2 separate regions of the Mus musculus genome follow, and region 2 is linked to region 1. A link is a contact called in public HiCAR-type data. All regions are on one chromosome and are shown on one strand. The core of a region is the stretch at or near the end of the contact, and the rest is flanking DNA. Distances in the headings are between cores, read along the strand shown. Region 1 overlaps Gm36797 (a long non-coding RNA gene). Region 2 has its middle 20 kb from the start of Slc5a3.

The links. HiCAR-type assays count read pairs that join an accessible place to other places.
Region 2: a HiCAR-type map of kidney shows a contact between it and region 1, with 4 times the contacts expected there. The contact joins two enhancer-like sites. A contact is called at or near these places in 1 of 39 promoter capture datasets (the C10 cell line), 13 of 484 Hi-C or Micro-C datasets (the G1E-ER4 cell line, Th2 cells, bone marrow-derived macrophages and 6 more), 5 of 115 datasets of contacts at active chromatin or transcription factors (bone marrow-derived macrophages, double positive thymocytes, embryonic stem cells and 1 more) and 2 of 9 other capture datasets (embryonic stem cells and liver).

What each region holds. Positions count from the first base shown.
Region 1 is chr16:91,935,113-91,937,812 of GRCm38.p6, reverse strand. It overlaps Gm36797 (a long non-coding RNA gene), which reads left to right. Exons shown (of 3, transcript XR_385049.2): 3 at 582-1,472. Among named protein-coding and RNA genes, the nearest start is that of Gm36797, 4.4 kb to the left of the region's middle. Within about 2 kb of position 1,277, at least 48 of the 459 cell types and tissues checked have an H3K27ac peak or open chromatin away from gene starts, as enhancers often do. A contact at or near this core is called in bone marrow-derived macrophages and kidney, where this site is marked.
Region 2 is chr16:92,036,732-92,039,431 of GRCm38.p6, reverse strand. No RefSeq gene overlaps it. Among named protein-coding and RNA genes, the nearest start is that of Slc5a3, 20 kb to the left of the region's middle. Within about 2 kb of position 1,376, at least 86 of the 459 cell types and tissues checked have an H3K27ac peak or open chromatin away from gene starts, as enhancers often do. A contact at or near this core is called in bone marrow-derived macrophages and kidney, where this site is marked.

The sequences.
Region 1 (2,700 bases), core at 28-2,527:
TTTGTTTGTAGCTGGGTGATGGATGGTAGTGCACACCTTCAATCCCAGCACCCCAAAGGCAGAGGCAGGCAGATCTCTGTGAATCTGAGGTCAGCCTGGTCTACAGAGTGAGTTCCGGGACAGCCAGGGCCACACATGGAAACCCTGTCTCCAAAACACTGTTTGTTTAGTTGTTTGTCTGTTTGTTTATTGTGTGAGTCAGTTCTCCTTCCACTATATGGAACCCAGGGATTGAACTCAGGTCATCAGGCTGGGCGGCAAGCGCCTGTGTCCACTGAGCCCTCATACTGTTCTTTGACCCATGCTTATTTACCAAGCCGTTCCGGCTGCAGGTTGGTTCAGAGCGTCACTCGGTAAGTTTCTGCAGAGGACACGTGCTTCTGACCCACGCCAGGCCTCCCCACAGTCAGGCCCCTTCCCAAGTGGAACTGGTGTTGACAGGAACTGTGCCCTGCTTTCAGAGGGTCTCACGGCCATCTCTTCCAAGTTCCGAGCCACAGCCCAGTGGAAAGAAGAAATAGCACGTTAATATTGCGTTTAAAATGGCCCCTGTTGGGTTTGTGTTCATCTCCCCTCTACAGGAAAAACAACAAATAGGAAACCCCTGTGTGCAAAGTGAGAGTAACAGGCCCCTCCCCGGGTCTTCCAGGCTGTGACGTGCTACCTCCTGTTATATTTCCGTTCTCCACAGAAGGAACCTGAGACACAGACATTGTTTAAGACACAGAAGTGGTGAAGCAAAGCCTAGGTCACATCACCAAACACAACCAATCATGACCAGACCCTCGAGCAGGTCTCCTCAGCTCTCTCAGTCTATTAGAAGAGCACCGCGCAAGCAAGCTTGCTACCCTGGCTTTCCTCTCAAGATCAATGTTGTGATTCAAACCAGGGGCCAAAGAAGGTTAGGCTCCGTGTCTTTTCTTTGCTTCTTCTGTCGCTACCAGCTTCCAGAATAAGATTCCCCCAAAGGTATAGTGCTCTCCCTCCTGACCTAACCCCACCCCACTGCCCAACCCAACAAAGGGCTATGACTTCTAAGTCAGAAACATGCCAGTGAAGCAAGACCTGGGTTGCTATGGGAGGTCTAAGAGTCAAGGACCAGCTAAGATAGTTTCTAGGGGGTTCTACAACAGGCTTCAGCTCTGATGGTGGAGGTTGTGACTGGAGCTATCAGGATTGTTTGTTTCACAATCATATGATTCTCACTGGCTAACGTGAGCCAGACACTGCATTTTGGACCCAGAAAGCTCTAGAAAGACTCTGTTTGCAACATAAGGTGATGGCGCCCTCTAGTGTCCGCAGCATTTTGCAGAAACCTACCAGGCTCCTTTGTGGTGACCTTGAACATTGAGCAGGTGGCAGCTTCAAGGTGGGCACTACCTCACATCACGCCCAGAGGTGAAGAAAACAAGCCTGAACCACAGGGGTGGTGAAACTCAAGACCCTCTATGGGCCACTCTGCAGATCCGAGAGATCGAGTTTCAGGGGGAAAAAAAACCACTAAACTTTTCTCATTAAAAAAATGAATGAATTAATTAAAAATTATGTGTATGCTGCTGAGGTGGGGTGTTGCATGTATTCCAGATGCAGAGGTAGAGGCAGGTAGATCTCTATGAGTTCTGACGTCAGCGTGGTCTGGGTTGAGAGTTCCAGCCCAAACAGGGCTACACAGTTTAAAAAAATAATAATAATAAAAAAAATCAGGCTGGGGTGGTGGCTCACACCCCCGTGAGCATTCAGAATGCAGATCTATTTGAGTTCGAGGAACCCTGTCTTGAATAATAAAAACAACAAACAAAAAACCACCCCCTTGTGTATGCAAGTATGCCTACATGTGGGTATGTCCATGTGAGCACACAAGGGCCAAAAGAGTCCAGAAGAGGGCGTCAGATTCCCCCGGAGCTGGAGTTACAACTCCAGCTTGGTAATGGAGACCTGGGTTCTGGGGACTGAACGGGGTGGGGGTGGGGATGCCCTCTGCAAGGGCAGCACAAGGTTTTAACTGCTGGGCCGAGTGTCCGCTCTCACCACCAATTCTTATTAAATGATTTACTGCCTCTTTCCTGTGAGCACACGTTCCAGATCTTAAGGTTAAAGAGTTTAAATTCATGCGGTGGTAATGCCTTCTCTCTCTTGTTCATTGCCCGCTCAGTTTCCAACACACAATCTCTGCGAACCGCAAGACTTGTGCAAAAGCCCCAGAGGTCATTTGCTCTTTCTGGGGCTTTAAAGAGAAAGAGAGATCTTGTGTGAAAGAACTGCTCTAATGCAGGCTGCCACCCTGCAAAACACAGGGAGTGTGGTAAGAGGCTTGTGCACAGTTCTTAAACAAAACAAAGAAAACACCAGAAAGGACTGTACTCCGACAAAACTCCATAGATAACGTAAACACTCCCGAGACCTCTCCGTGCAGGAAGAGGATTTATGTATGAGTGCTCTATCTGCATGTACACCTGCGTGCCAGCAGAGGGCGTCAGATCCCAGTATAGATGGTTGTGAGCCACCCTGTGGTTGCTGGGAGTTAAACTCAGAACCTCGGAAGAGCAGCCAGTGCTCTTAACCACTGAGCCATCTCTCCAGCCCAGTTCGTACATGTTTAATGTGTGTACTTAGATCTTTTCTGTGTGTCATGAGATAATTTTTGTAAGTCTGATTTACTTATTTAGGGTTGTTTGGTTGTTTGTTTGGCTGGCCCTTTGT
Region 2 (2,700 bases), core at 127-2,626, 100 kb before region 1:
TTCTGTGCCCACCCTTTGCTTGCTGGTGAGTCCGGTATGCCCGTGATCTTCCCACCTTGTTCTAGTCTGAGTCTCATCTTTCCAACAGTCTACCCCATTGGTCTCTCTTTCACCCCACAAGGTGAAATGAAGGGCCTTTTGCGTCTGAGTGTGGCTCCCTCGAACCATAATTGTAGTTCCAGGACAACCGAATGCTAGCCAGGCAGTTTGGGGCACTGCGGCTCATCCCTTCCTCCTGACCCCAGGGCAAACTCAGCACCCTCCCTATATTGTTTTGTCTCACCCTTCATGGCTACCCAAGTTCATAGCCTATCTTCTCCTAAGCCACACTTCCTTCCTGAGTTCCAGTATACTCTAACTGCCCATATAGATACTCCTATCTGGGGCTGGAGAGATGGCTCAGCAGGTAAGAGCAGTGATTACTCTTCCGAAGGTCCTGAGTTCAAATCCCAGCACAACCTCCCGTTATGAGATCTGACTCCTTCTGGTGTGTCTGAAGACAGCAAGCAACAATGTACTTATTTATAATAAATAAATAAATAAAGATACTCCTATCTGAGTGTTCCTAAGCAGCCCAGACTGTGCAGTCCCGGGAGCAGGGAGCATAGTGTCTTCCCCCTCTATACTAGTCACACTTCTTCTAGCCCACGAGTGACACTACTCGGCACCCAGCTCTCATACTAGACATACATAAAAATGTCTAGTATGAGAACTTTGAGCACCAAGTAGCTCTTCTGCCCTTCCTTTCCTCTCAGCTACCTCGCTAGGGGGATTGGGGGCAGAGGAGGGGGCGGGTATGATCCGGTATGTTTTGCTGTTTAAAAGTCCCTAGAGCAGCGGTTCTCAGCCTTCCTAATGCCGCAACCCTTTAACATAGTTCTGCCTACTGTGGTGATCCCCACCCCCACCCCCAACCATGAGATTATTTTCGTTGCTACTTCACAACTGGAATTTTGCTACTGTTATGAATCCTAATCTAAATCTCAGTGTTTTTCCGATGGTCTTGGGTAACCGTTGAAAAGGTTGACTCACAAGGGGTCGCGACCCCCAGGTTGAGAACTGTTGCCTTAGAACAAGCGTTGCTAGAGTGTCACGGTCCAAATCCAGGTAGGCATTCAAGCATGCAGCAGCTGTTTACAGTGAGGATGGAGCCAATACGGGAACTGGTCAATGATACTTGAGGTCATATGGCTACCCACTCAGTCACGCTCTCGTGTCCCACTCTGTTGCCCGTTGTGGTTGCTTCCTCCGGCTTGTGTATACTTCTACGGCTGCTGTTTGTTCTCAGCTCCGCAGCTTTGTCACCAGCTCCTAACAACCTTCTGAATTTCCCCGCTCCTCCTCTGTGGCACAGCCACCTGCATTTACTTCTGCAATTGTATTTACCACACAGCGTGGTGACACTCTTTGCAAGTGTGTGTTCCCTTCCGGACCCCTATCCGTGCTTTACACAGAAGGCTTTAGAAGATTCTTCTTTCTCTGACTGTGTTAGGCCAACATCACGTCTTCCACTGACATTTCTATAAATACTTCCAGAAGGTGCCCTGCTGGCTTGCTCAGGCTATGGTTAAAGTTGTAAACAGAGGTCTCTACCAGTTTTCAAACCATCTATTTTCCTCCACTCCACTTTCTTTTATGGCTTCCTCCCCGAACTGTGTTCTCTGGGATTAAAGACAGACAGACATGTGCTAAGATGAAGATAAATAAATACTCAAGTAAAAAAGAGTCAACACTCAGATGTTGATAAATGGTGTAGTAGATCTAAACTCAATACTACTGAAATGTCATATGTAAGAATGTAAGAAAAAGGCTCATTATTAACTTATTTTATTTCTAATTAAAATATAATTACAAAACTGTCCCCTTCCAGTCCCTCTTATGCCCTCTTCCTCTCAAGTTCATGGCCTCTTTTTAATTATTTTACACACACACACATCCATTATTTGTATGTATATGCTGACCACTGGTAGATAACCAATTAAGGGCTAGTTAACTGTAGCTCATCCAGGGATGGGGCCCTGTGAGAGTCCCCTACCACACTGGCATATAACCCAAAAAGCAGTTTCTTTTAGCAGTGGAAAGGGACTGGTACTTCTATATCATTGTATGGTGCCCAGCCCTGACTGGTACATCCACAGCATAACCATATATACCTCAGGCTCAGGGAGAGGGGGCAGGAAGACTAAAACAAGCCAGAGGACCAGGGAGTGTACTGTGAGATTGTGTCTTCTAGATATGACCAGGAAGCTATACCCAGGAAATCCCAACAATAACAATATGGCTGCTAACAAGTCCTATACAATGGCAACAGCAGTTAACACGACGAAAGGCTTTTAAATAAAATAATGAACGAGTGTGCTGGGAGTAGCTCTCAGGGCACACCTAAATGCTCACAGGTGAAACCCTCCTTAAAAATGTCACCTTTCACCTCAGCCAATTCCACTGTGGTCCCTGTCGTAAAAATAAGGGTGTGGATTTAATGTGGTGAAGTGGAACTGTGAGGTCAAAATCCACTTAAAAATAAGCACAATGGAACGGAAATGTGCGTGAAGATTGCTTCTCACTGGGACGTGACGGCTCCCAGTGCTTTATCACAAGTGACAGGCAAATGTCTGGAAGTCACAGACAATGTGTAGTAAGTTACAAGGCAGGCAACCCCAGGAGTCCTGTGTATCCCATGGGGCACATTCGAGTGTGACC